2 separate regions of the Macaca mulatta genome follow, and region 1 is linked to region 2. The links are chromatin contacts, called in public Hi-C maps. All regions are on one chromosome and are shown on one strand. Each heading gives the region's core, a stretch centred on a gene start, on an enhancer-like site or on the middle of the called end of the contact. The rest is flanking DNA. Distances are from core to core; before and after follow the strand shown.

What was found. A called contact is a pair of places that touch in the nucleus more often than the background predicts.
Region 1: a Hi-C map of blood shows a contact between it and region 2, with 2.8 times the contacts expected there. The contact joins the promoter of BCAS2 here to the promoter of NRAS in region 2. A contact is called at or near these places in 5 of 14 Hi-C or Micro-C datasets (blood, cortical neurons, fetal cortex germinal zone and 2 more).

The regions. Positions count from the first base shown.
Region 1 is chr1:125,668,612-125,675,549 of T2T-MMU8v2.0, forward strand. BCAS2 (BCAS2 pre-mRNA processing factor) reads left to right here and starts at 3,919. Exons shown (of 7, transcript XM_015148779.3): 1 at 3,919-4,035; 2 at 4,143-4,235. The coding sequence starts at 3,943. DENND2C (DENN domain containing 2C) reads left to right here. Exons shown (of 19, transcript XM_028830192.2): 19 at 1-356.
Region 2 is chr1:125,533,560-125,539,762 of T2T-MMU8v2.0, forward strand. It overlaps NRAS (NRAS proto-oncogene, GTPase), which reads left to right and starts at 4,366. Exons shown (of 7, transcript XM_015148825.3): 1 at 4,366-4,473; 2 at 4,957-5,084. The coding sequence starts at 4,974. It overlaps CSDE1 (cold shock domain containing E1), which reads left to right. Exons shown (of 19, transcript XM_077950606.1): 16 at 383-561; 17 at 1,377-1,540; 18 at 2,401-2,533; 19 at 2,912-3,131. The coding sequence ends at 2,959.

The DNA.
Region 1 (6,938 bases), core at 2,669-5,168, 130 kb after region 2:
AAGATGAGAATAAGGAGAGAAATGCTGAGTTTAACATAGTAGAGAGACACGATGGAAATGGAGAACACTGGCCTTATACGCGTAATTCTCATCACTGAACTATCATGGCAGCTTTAAATCCATGGGCTGTTTGACCTGGGCAAAGGAATAGACTCATTACATATCTCCATTATTTTGTCTTATATTGATTGTATCTAGGGGAATCTCAGGAGGAAGCCCTACTTGTAATATTATAAAGTACTGTTATTAAGTACCTTATAAAATTAGACATCTTGCAACTCCTCCTCCAAATTGTGTAGCATTTGAGTAGCTTGCTTGTCCCTCACATGTCAACATTAAACTTTGTGGAGGCTGGATCCAGTGGCTCACACTTGTAATCTCCACCACTTTGGGAGACTAAGGCAGGAGTTTGAGGGTAGGAGTTTGAGACCAGCCTGGGCAATGTAGCAAGATCCTATCTCTACAAAAACATTTTAAAAATAAGTAAATAAATTTAAACTTTGTGGAATTATAACTATTATGAAAATGTCCTCTCAAGGGCATGGGAGCCACCTTTATTTTTTAGTGTCCACCATGTGCCATGCACTGTGGTATATGTATGCATATCATCTCAACCAATCCTTAAATCAACCTTATGAGATAGATATTTACATCTGCATTTTACTAATAAAGAAACTAAAGCTGGGTGCTGTTACTCACGTCTGTAATCCCAGCACTATGGGAGGCCAAGGCAGGTGGATCATTTGAGGTCAGGGGTTCGAGACCAGCCTGGCCAACATGGTGAAACCCTCTACTAAAAATAAAATAAAAATAAAAATTAGCTGGGCGTGGTGGCAGGTGCCTGTAATCCCGGCTACTTGGGAGGCTGAGTCACGAGAATTGCTTGAGCCCAGGAGGTGGAGGTTGCAGTGAGCGGAGATCGCACCACTGCACTCCAGTCAGGGTGACAGAGTAAGACTCCATCTCAAAAAAAAAAAGAAAAAAACACAAATTCAAAGTTGTTAAATAAGTTGCCCAAAGTTATACAACACAGAACTGAAGCCAGGACTTTTATGGACACAAAGTTGGTTAGTCCTCCAGATGGAAATTTCATCTCAGTAGGATTATATAGCTATTTATTTTATTAATAAAAATTTTCTATTAAGTGTACCAGAGCCACTTTTCAGCTCTGAGGATAAGGGACTTTATATATATATGCCTAGATGAGACTCTTTTTATTGCCCTAGAAATGCTGAAATTTTTGCTCTAATTAAATTAGACTCAAAATATGAACATTCCTTGAACATATACCACTTAGTCATCCAGACCTTTAATATCTAAAGTAGTAGTAGTAGTGATTGGAAAGAGAAATTTTTCAGTGATGGTGCAATGTTGTGTGTGTGTGTGTGTGTGTGTGTGTGTGTGTGTGTGTGTGTGTGTGTTTTAAGACGGAGTTTCGCTCTTTTTGCCCAGGCTGGAGCGCAATGGCACGATCTCGGCTCACTGAGACCTCCGCCTCCTGGGTTCAAGCAATTCTCCTGCCTCAGCCTCCCGTGTAGCTGGAATTATAGGTGCCCACCACCACACCTGGCTAATTTTGTATTTTTTGTAGAGACGGGGTTTCACCATGTTGGCCAAGCTAGTCTCGAACTCCTGACCTCAGGTGATCCACCCACCTTGGCCTCCCAAAGTGCTGGGATTACAGGCATGAGTCAGTGCACCGGGCCTGTTTTTTTTTGTTTGTTTTGTTTTTTCAAATTAATGGGCAAATTCAAGTTCAGATGGTGCACTTTTCATTTATTAATGCTATAGCAAATGTCAGTTTGTTTTCTTCAGTTTCTGCTGATGGTTTCAACTGGCACAGAAAGTATTTATTCAGCCTTACAAAACTGTTAAGTTGTATTGTGATACAGTTTATTGACTTGCACAGTATTTCATTACAACCCATTCAGGTATGCATGAACCTGAAGCAGAACACCATTTAAGACTGGTGCTGTATAATATAATTCCTACAGATGTGGGTCCAGGGAATAGAACTGAGCCTTTTTTTAAATGTTAAGCAGGTTACCCTAATGGGGCTTCTACTAGACATCTCTCCATTTGGTCTCTTCTTACACTGCAACCCAGCGGGAACAGTTAATAATTGGATGTTTATAAAATGGGGGTAAAAGGGTTTACTATGATGGATCCTGGCTATCCCTTTAGGAGGAGACCTTTGCGCTTCAGGAATGCTGTCTTCATCTTTGCAGCCTGAAGCTGCTTCATTTCCTTAGGTCTGTTGTGTTTTGTTTCTGTAAAGTGTTATGAATTCTGGATATTTTTGTAAAAGAATCAAGATTTGTATAAAATGTTGTTTACAGATCTTTTAATGAATAAATACATAAAAACCCCACAGATCCCTTGGAGAATTCTTAAGATGTAAAGATCTTTTATGTCACTTAAATCTACAGCTAGCACATTTACCTAATGGTACTTAAGTAATAAGAATTAGTCTTAGATTGATCAGGCTTAATAATGGAGGTCAACATTTCGAGGCTCTTGGCAGACAAAGCCTGGGTCTAGACCGCACACTGGGCAGGGTATATAGTCTGACAACTTTATTTGGTCTTTAACTGCTTAATCAAAGGGAGGCTGCTTAGTCCAGGAGCCATGAAGAAGACAAAGTGCATGGGCAGCAGCTTGAATGGTTCGGAGACAGGAGTGCCATTCTATTACCGTTTAAGTCCTAAAGCCAAAATGGCAGGATTTTTAAGGAACTGAGGTTCCTTTTGATACTCAGACCATAAAGCTTCACAATTTTAATTGGAGACTGGCGCCCAATTCTAGAGCCTCTTTAAGAATTGTACTTATCCAATGCAAAGGTTTTCAGGGTGGCGAGGGGGGAGGATAGTCGGGGTACAGCAAGGAAGTAAAAGAGGAACGACCCCGGGTGCAGTGGCTTACGCCTGTATTCCCCACATTTTAGGAGGCCTAGGCGAGAGGATAGCTTGAGGCCAGCCTTGGCAACATAGGAAGGCTCCAACTCTACAAAAAAATTTTAAAATGGCCGGGCGCTGTGGCTCAAGCCTATAATCCCAGCACTTTGGGAGGCCGAGGCGGGCGGATCACGAGGTCAGGAGATCGAGATCATCCTGGCTAACACGGTGAAAATACAAAAAATACAAAAAATTAGCCGGGCATGGAGGCGGACGCCTTGTAGTCCCAGCTACTAGGAGGCTGAGGCAGGAGAATGGCGTGAACGCAGGAGGCGGAGCTTGCAGTGAGCCGAGATCGCGCCACTGCACTCCAGCCTGGGCGACAGAGTGAGACTCCGTCTCGAAAAAAAAAAAAAAAAAATTAAAAATTAGCCAGGCGTGGTGGTGTGCACCTCTAGGCCCAGCGGCTCAGGAGGCTGAGGTGGAAGGATCGCTTGGGCCTGGGGGGGTTGAGGCTGCAGTGAACTATGATCGCGCCACTGCACTCCAACCTGGGCAGCAGAACAAGAGCGTGTGTCCATAATAAAAAGAAAGAAGTCCGGCACAGAGGAAGAGAAGATTAAGGGGAGACGGTGGCAGTAAGCAGAGGTGGGAAATCAGTTATCTCTCCCCGTCAAATCCTGCAGCCAGTTCCCTCCGAAAGTGTTAAGGGGCTCCCGTTCCAGATATCAATGTTTTGGAGGAAACGAAAAGCCCTAACTTCAAATCGCCACCATTCGCTGGCAAAAAAAATACAGTAAGCAGAAGACAGGAAATTGAGGCCTTCCGCTGACGCAATGAAGCCAAGACTGACGTCACGTCCGCCCAAAACAAAGCAGCCCGGCAATTTCTAGATACCGGGCGGACCCGCCTTCAAAATTAGCAACTGAGCATGCGCGAACGTCAATATGCCGGGAACGTGATTACATCAGTGTCAGGCGCCGGCGTATCTAAATAGAACTCAGTTTACGCAGACGCAGAAAACGCAGGCAAACCTGAGGTCCTCAGAATGGCGGGCACGGGTTTGGTGGCCGGAGAGGTTGTGGTGGATGCGCTGCCGTATTTTGATCAAGGTTATGAAGCCCCTGGTGTGCGGGAAGCGGTGAGTGCGGGGTGTCTTTGTAGCTGACTCACTGTTCGCTGGCTCGGTACCGAAAGAAACATGTTACAATTTGCCGCTTCTACCCTGGCCCCAATTCTCTTTCTAAGGCTGCAGCGCTGGTGGAGGAGGAAACTCGCAGATACCGACCTACTAAGAACTACCTGAGCTACCTAACAGCCCCGGATTATTCTGCCTTTGAAGTAAGTATGTCTTGAGCCCGGGTATGAACGAGGATTCCTGTGAACCTTTATTTTGGATTGAGAGCTTCAGCTACGTAAAAGTGATTTTTAAATTCCAGTTTTAACCATTGCCTGCATAGGTACCAGTCTGTTGAAAACAGCTAGATAGATAAGTCTTCTCCGAGGTTCTTATTCTAAGATCCATAGGAAGACTTTCTGGGACTCCACGACTCACTTAATGCAAAAATTTGTGGCCACAATTCTTTGAGATAGGATCCATGCGTAAATTCTCAAAGGGACCCTCTCCTGCCAAGAGTCACTCTACAGCAGGTGATCTAGAATTTTTTAGTATGTATAAGCCTAATTACCTAAGCTCTTTAGAACCACTGGAGAGTGGCGTATTAAAGTCTAGTTATTTACCAAACGTTTGTGGTATGACTGAAGGGACAAACCATATCCAAGTGTATACTACTCTTTTCTCAGCCTTCTCCTTTTTTCTATAATCTGTCCGATGTTTTTATTAACACAGTTCTGATTAATGTAGGCAAGAACTTTCCCTGATACGAATACTTTCCAAGTGCTAGGTGCCATTCTAGATTCTGAAATCATAGAGATAAAAATATCTGGGTTTTAAAAAAATATGTATTTTGCTGTATTTTAATTTTTCTTTTCTTTATTTAAGACAAGCATCGTCTCCAAAAAAAGATAGGGTTTCTGAATACAGAAAAATACAATACAATGAGGAGCTAGATATATAAAACAGAAAGTTTACAATAGTATGTATAAATGTGTAATAATATGTAAAGGACCTGTAGTGGAGGTATATATAAGGACAAGAGAATTAGAGAAAGGAGTGCCCATGCTTGCCTAGGGAGTCAGATGCTGTTCTACTGCACACAGTGAGTATGATACTATTTTAAATGTATAACCTTGAAGTACACCCAAGATTCTAGTTAGGGTCTAATTAGCTAAGTGAAATGTAAGTTATTTCTAAATTATTGGATTCAAGTATTTCAATATGTACAGCTTGGAGGTTTTTTTCCCATTATACCTAATCGTTTATTTATGAAAGGATTGTATTATTAAAAGGCAGTACTTAGCTGGGTGTGGTGGCTCACACCTGTAATCCCAGCACTTTAGGAGGCTGAGGTGTGAGGATCACTTGAGACCAGCCTGTGCAACATAGTGAGACCCTTTCTCTACAAAAGAAAAACTAAAAAATTAGCCAAGCATGATGGCATGCACCTGTAGTCCAAGCCACTCAGGAGGCTGAGGTGGAAGGATCACTTGAGCCTGGAAGTTCAAGGCTGCTACAGTGAGCCATGATAATACCATTGCGCTCCAGCCTGGCGACAGACTGAGATCCTGTCTCAGAGGGAAAAAAAAAAAAAAAGATATTATTTACATTAAAGTAACATGAAAAAATAGTTAAGTTTGTTGTTTTTGTTTGAGACGGAGTCTTACTCTGTCACCCAGCCTGGAGTGCAGTGGTGCCATTTCTGCTCACTGCAACCTCCACCTTCCGAGCTCAAGTGATTCTCCTGCCTCAGCCTCGCGAGCAGCTAGGATTACAGGTGCCAGCCACCATGCCTGGCTAATTTTTGTATTTTCAGTAGAGATGGGGTGTCACCACGTTGGCCAGGCTGGTCTTGAACTCCTGGCCTCAAGTGATCCGCCCACCTCATCCTCCCAAAGTGTTGGGATACGGGGTGAACCACCACGCCCTGCCTTGGCTAAGTTTTAAGTAGAAGACATATGTTTCTATGAACGTGTTTTCCTATGCTTTTTCCAAATATTGTTACCTAGGTGTAGATGTTAACCACGTTAAGAACTAAGTACAGTGGCTCACACCTGTAATCCCAGCACCTTGGGAGGCTGAGGCGAGTGGATCACGAGGTCAGGAAATCGAGACCATCCTCTACTAAAAATACAAAAAATTAACTGGGCATGGTGGCGGGTGCCTGTAGTCCCAGCTACTCAGGAGGCTGAGGCAGAAGAATGGCCTGAACCCGGGAGGCGGAGCTTGCAGTGAGCCAAGATGGCGCCACTGCACTCCAGCCTGGGCGACAGAGCGAGACTCCATCTCATTAAAAAAAAAAAGAGAGAGAGAATTAAGTACAGTAATGCTTCTTGGACTGATTTCTGACGTTTTCAAATAACTGCATTCAATCACAGACTTCTTATAATACTTTTGCCAGTTTTTTTCCTTCTCTCAAATACCTTTGTAATTAGTTTACTGATTATTTAATTAGCAAACTCCTGGGTTCAAATGATTCTCCTGTAATTAGTTTACTGATTATTTAATCCTTTCTTTTTTTGAGACAGAGTCTTGCTCTGTCACCTAGGCTGGAGTGCATGCAACTCCTTGGCTCACTGCAACCTCTGCCTCCTGGGTTCAAGCGATTCTCCTCCCCCAGCCTCCCAAGTGACTGGGATTACAGGCATGCACTACCATGCCCAGCTAATTTTTGTATTTTTAGTACAGACAGGGTTTCACCATTGTGGCCAGGCTGATCTCGAACTCCTGACCTCAAGTGATTCACCTGCCTCGGCCTCCCAAAGTACTGGGATTACAGGTGTGAGCCACCACACTTGGCATCCTTTCTTAGTAATAGTTGGTAATGTATACTGGGCTCACTGTCTTTCTTGGTGCACAAAACAGCTCTATAAACTATATAACTATGTTCACTATCCCCATTTTTTTAGCTGGGAAAACTGCAGCTT
Region 2 (6,203 bases), core at 3,116-5,615:
TATTGTGAACTTGAGAAGAAGATAGTCCTGTGAATATTATTAGCAACCCATAGTGCTTAAAATTTAGGTAATGGGATTGTAAATGACAGTTTTTTGTTCTTTTGTGTTTTTTTTTTTTTTTTAAATTTATAAATGCAGTTTAAAATTGTTCATCAGCTAATAAAGTATTGATGAGCTGTGACATTCTCATTTGGTTCCATGGTAGTATTTAACATTTGGAATTTCATTTAAGCTTTAAGGTGAAACTTCTGAGTACTAAAAATAGATATATATATATTTTAGGTAACATAACACATTTTTAGCAACTATATAAACTTTCTAGGATCATCAGCAGAGGACTGTTGTGAAATACTAGCCTTTAAACTTTGTACCTGTTTTACAGGCGATATGAAAGGGGAGGTCTATCCATTTGGCATCGTTGGGATGGCCAACAAAGGGGATTGCCTGCAGAAAGGGGAGAGCGTCAAGTTCCAATTGTGTGTCCTGGGCCAAAATGCACAAACTATGGCTTACAACATCACACCCCTGCGTAGGGCCACAGTGGAATGTGTGAAAGATCAGGTAAGTGCCAGCATCTCTGTATCTGAATTTGATCCTTCTATGAGTTGGTAACCAGAACCTTCAAATTTTTTCAGCCAAGGGGAAATCATCAACATTCATTCGTTTTTGTATTTCTACTTTACCTTTTTTCAGTCATTTGAGGTAGCTTAATAAAAACAGAAAACTACACAAAAAAGTGACTATATTAGCAATGAGAAAGTAAGATTGGTATTGGTAACTAACATTACGCAATGGGGAAAATAAGTTTGGGGTGAGATTTCCAGAATAGAAGGACTGTATGGTTTTGTACACTTTTGCTTAGAACTTCTTTTGCATATCACACAGACACAGAAACCGTGTTCGAAAGTACTTAAAAAATAAGCTTAGGGCAAACAGACTTAGTCTTACTACTGAGATCTCAGGGAAATCTGAGTCCTCATAATGTTTTTCGTCATCAGTACAGAGAATAACATTTTGTATGGCTGCTTCATATACTGCTATAACCCAGCTTAATTCTAGAGGGGATCCAAACAATATGTATGTTGAAGTAACAACTTCCTGATGAGTTTGCTTAAATCAAAAAGCTTAGTTCATAATGTATGAAGGAACAAGGCAACTTTTATTTGTTTGGTTCAAGTTTGTGATATAGTGAATGGCACTTTCAAAGATACATTTCTTCCCTGACAGGTTTTGCCACAGGCAGCTGGACTGGAGTATCAACATTAATATCATGTTTTATACATCCTTTTATATAGGGGCAGGCATTGTGCTTCACTCAGAGTGAGGTGTGGCATGTCCTCTCTTTTTTACCTACTTTTTTTTTTTTTTTCCCCCAGTTTGGCTTCATTAACTATGAAGTAGGAGATAGCAAGAAGCTCTTTTTCCACGTGAAAGAAGTTCAGGATGGCATTGAGCTACAGGCAGGAGATGAGGTGGAGTTCTCAGTGATTCTTAATCAGCGCACTGGCAAGTGCAGCGCCTGTAATGTTTGGCGAGTCTGGTGAGTTGTTGTTGTGGTTTGATTAGTAACTACCCTGGAGTGTCTCAACTTCTGTAGTCTCTGTTTTATCACATTTCTTTACTTTTCTGTGCCTTGTTTTTTCCCCTTTTGCCACTTTTTATTTACTTCCTCCTTCTAGTCTAATACAAAAAGATTGTGTAGTACATGTTTTTTAAAATTTTTGCCAAATTCCTTTCCTTCCATTAAGTCATTTCTAGGTTATATGCTACTTAAAATTCTAATACTTTAGTCATCCTGATTCATAATGCCTCTTTGCTTCTCTGCCGCCCAGAGACACAGTCTCACAGTCTGACTCTGTTACCCAGGCTGTAGTGCAGTGGCGCTATCACAACTCATTGCAGCCTCAACCCCCTGGGCCTAAGCAATTCTCCCACATCAGCTTCCTGAGTAGCTGGGACTACAAGCATGCGCCACCACACCCAGCCACTTTTATTTTTTGTGGAGACATGGTCCCACTATTTTGCCCAGGCTGGTCTCAAACTTCTGGGCTCAAGTGTTCCTCCTGCCCTGTCCTCTCAAAGCACTAGGATTACAGGTGTTAGCCACCACATCTGCTACCTTGTTTTTTATGCATCTGTGGAATGGGTCATTCTGATTGCATTCAAGTCTAGGGTCTGCAAATGATTCCTTCCATTCCTATTAAGCTGGAACCTTGAGTTGGGGATAATAATACATAAACAAACTTGTCTATCTTGTCTTTCTAGCTAGGTAGATGAGGCAAGAGTCCCGTCATTAAAAGTGAGTCATTTGGGCAGTTAGGTGGAAAACACACTCCTTTGCAAGTGCTTGCTGTCTGCCTACCAAGTGTGGTTTATTCTCGTCTTTTGACTTCATTACAGTGAGGGCCCCAAGGCTGTTGCAGCTCCTCGACCTGATCGGTTGGTCAATCGCTTGAAGAACATCACTCTGGATGATGCCAGTGCTCCTCGCCTAATGGTTCTTCGTCAGCCAAGGGGACCAGATAACTCAATGGTATGAGGGCATACAAGGCTTGGGGGAGGCCAGCTGATAGACCTACATACAATATGTGGTCCTATTTAAACTATAGGTCAGGAAATGAAGCAGGGAGACTTGCATATTGCTTATAACTAGTTAGGACTTTCTACACATTGGTTCAGCCCGTAACCTAATGGTTGCTTACAGTAAGAAGCACATTTCTTGATGCTCTGAAGATAGTTTAGGTAATGGGTCAGGAGGGCTTACTGTGGATTTTCTCCTCTAGAAAAGAATTAGTAGTACATAAGATGATTAAAAATAATGCTTTTGTAGTTTCATTTCGGAATAGTGAATGTACCGTGATTGTTGTGCACTCAAATCATTAACTGCAGGGTTTTTTTTTCCCCCCCACAGGGGTTTGGTGCAGAAAGAAAGATCCGTCAAGCTGGTGTCATTGACTAACCACATCCACAAAGCACATCATTAATCCAATATGATCAAGTTGGGGGGAATCTGGTGAAGGGTTCTGAATATCTCCTTCTTCATCCCTCCCGAAATCTGAAATACTTATTCTATTGAGCTATTACACCAGTTTTAACACCTTCCTCGTGTTATGTTTAAAAAAATAAATAAATTTAAGAAAACCATTTTAAAATAATGCACAGTTGCAGCCTGGAAAACTTAAGGTGGCGCCTTATAGTATCAATTTTAGGAGCTTTATTTGGTGCATTTAACGCAACTGGTAATTGCAAAATCCACTTCGCCTGTGTTAAGTGAAAAATATAGACTGTTATCTTGTTGGCCCTATGAAATTCTGCACTTTTCATTATATACTCTACCTTCATTAATTACTTCTGGCAAGATGTTCTGCCTTAGCACTCAGTTGCGTTCTTTTTCTTTTTCTTCCTGTTCATTATGCTTTAATTCTGAGGACCATATGAGGGTAGAATATATTATCTTTTAAAAATTACAAAGATTTGTATAGGCAAACCATTTCTTAAAGTTGATGGCCAAATTTTAAAGTGTTATTTTTCATATCATTTATAATCTTGTCACAATCCACTTAAAGAAGTTTGGTTATATTTCAGTGAAAATTATCTTACAGAGTAGGTTTTTTTTCGTGGGTTGGGGGGTAACTTTACTACAATTAGTAAGTATGGTGCAGAATTTCATGCAAATGAGGAGTGCCAGCAGTGTGATAATTTAAACATATTTAAACAAAAACAAAAAAATGAATGCACAAACTTGCTGCTGCTTAGATCACTGCAGCTTCTAGGACCCGGTTTCTTTTACTGATTTAAAAACAAAACAAAAAAATAAAAATAAAAAAGTTGTGCCTGAAATGAATCTTGTTTTTTTAATAAGTAGCCGCCTGGTTACTGTGTCCTGTAAAATACAGACACTTGACCCTTGGTGTAGCTTCTGTTCAACTTTATATCACGGGAATGGATGGGTCTGATTTCTTGGCCCTCTTCTTGAATTGGCCATATACAGGGTCCCTGGCCAGTGGACTGAAGGCTTTGTCTAAGATGACAAGGGTCAGCTCAGGGGATGTGGGGGAGGGCGGTTTTATCTTCCCCCTTGTCGTTTGAGGTTTTGATCTCTGGGTAAAGAGGCCGTTTATCTTTGTAAACACAAAACATTTTTGCTTTCTCCAGTTTTCTGTTAATGGCGAAAGAATGGAAGCGAATAAAGTTTTACTGATTTTTGAGACACTAGCACCTAGCGCTTTCATTATTGAAACGTCCCGTGTGGGAGGGGCGGGTCTGGGTGCGGCCTGCCGCATGACTCCTGGTTCGGAGGCCCACGTGGCCGGGGCGGGGACACAGGCGCCTGGGGCGCCGACTGATTACGTAGCGGGCGGGGCCGGAAGTGCCGCTCCCTGGTGGGGGCTGTTCATGGCGGTTCCGGGGTCTCCAACAATTTTCCCTGCTGTGGTCCTGAATCTGTCCAAAGCAGAGGCAGTGGAGCTTGAGGTAAGTTTCTCGCATGCATAGTGTTTGGCTTTGGGCTGTGGAATGTTCAGGCGTTTCACTGATGCCAGAAATCGAGCAGAATCTACCAGCTGGAGACAAAGGCCTTGGGCGGGGGTCCTTCCATTTGGTGCCTACGTGGGGAGATCTTTGGAGGCAGAAGGGAGAATGGGAAGGAGTTGCGGCCTGGAGGCTTCCCGCTAGAGCTGAGGCGGCTTCGGGGAGTAATAGGAAGGGGGATTTCCATTGCTTAGGCGAGGGCGGGGCCCAAGGACTGTTGAAAAATAGCCAAGGGTGGGGGTTGCTAGAAAACTGTACTCCAGAAATGTGATGCCGATATTGGTCCGGTGTTTTTGCGTTCCCGAGTCACTTTAAGAACCAAATGGCAGGTTACGCTAGGGTTTTCATTTCCATTGATTATAGAAAGCTTTAAAGTACTTTAGCTGTGGTGCTCGCCGATTAACCCTGATTACTGGTTTCCAACAGGTTCTTGCTGGTGTGAAATGACTGAGTACAAACTGGTGGTGGTTGGAGCAGGTGGTGTTGGGAAAAGCGCACTGACAATCCAGCTAATCCAGAACCACTTTGTAGATGAATATGATCCCACCATAGAGGTGAGGCCCAGTGGTAGCCCGCTGACCTGACCCTGTCTCTCACGTGTCAGATCATCTTTACCTATATTCTTTATTAAAGGAATAAGAGGAGAGAAAGTAAAAGTTATTTTGGGTACTACATTCAGTTATGCAATAAGCTTAACGTGTTTATAGAGAACAGTTCATTTTTATTAGCTGCTGAAGTTTCTAAAACGTCCAGTTTTTAACAGTTCTGTAAACTTGCAAACTCAGTGTTGAGTTCATTCGTGAGTTTCTTCATATATGACAGCTCTATTACATGAGAAACACAGGCCATAGTAGCGAGACTGTATGGGAGATTGTTTAGTTGTGTGATATTGAGCAAATGAATCTCTCTCAACCTCATTTTCCTCATGTATTATCATAAACTTGTCCTGCCTACCACACAGGGATGTTATGGAAAGTTAATATATTTAAGTTATTTATGAATGGTAAAGTGCTATGTAATGGTACTTAGAGATTCTATTGTATTGTGAGGGTTCATGGTACAGATTGTCTTCAGTAAGTGGCATCTAAGGCTCTTTAAATAAAGGGTTTTGCCGGACGCGGTGGCTCACGCCTGTAATCCCAGCACTTTGGGAGGCGGAGGCGGGCAGATCACGATGTCAGGAGTTCAAGACCAGCCTGATCAACATGGTGAAACCCCATCTCTACTAAAAATACAAAAATTAGCTGGGTGTGGTGGCACGCACCTGTAATCTCAGCTACTCAGGAGGCTGAGGCAGGAGAATCGCTTGAACCGGAGGCAGAGGGTGCAGTGAGCCGAGATCACGCCACAGCCCTTCAGCCTGGGCGACACAGGGAGACTCCTTCTCAAAAAATAAATGAATAAATAAATAGATAAATAAACAAATGGTTTTGTAATTTTGTTCAGTTTAGAAATGCCTAACTTTAGAGATTATTTTAATCAACACCTGGCCTCCCTACCATCTGGCTACTAGTGTTTAATTGATGCAAACTAACTATAAAAAAATTGGTTGCTAACCCTTGGCAAAATCTTTATTTCCAGCTTAACAGCTTTAATATTTTACATGATATGTTTAATATTTTAATTAAATATTTTTAAATGATTTATTGAGCAATTTACATAAGTAAAATTCA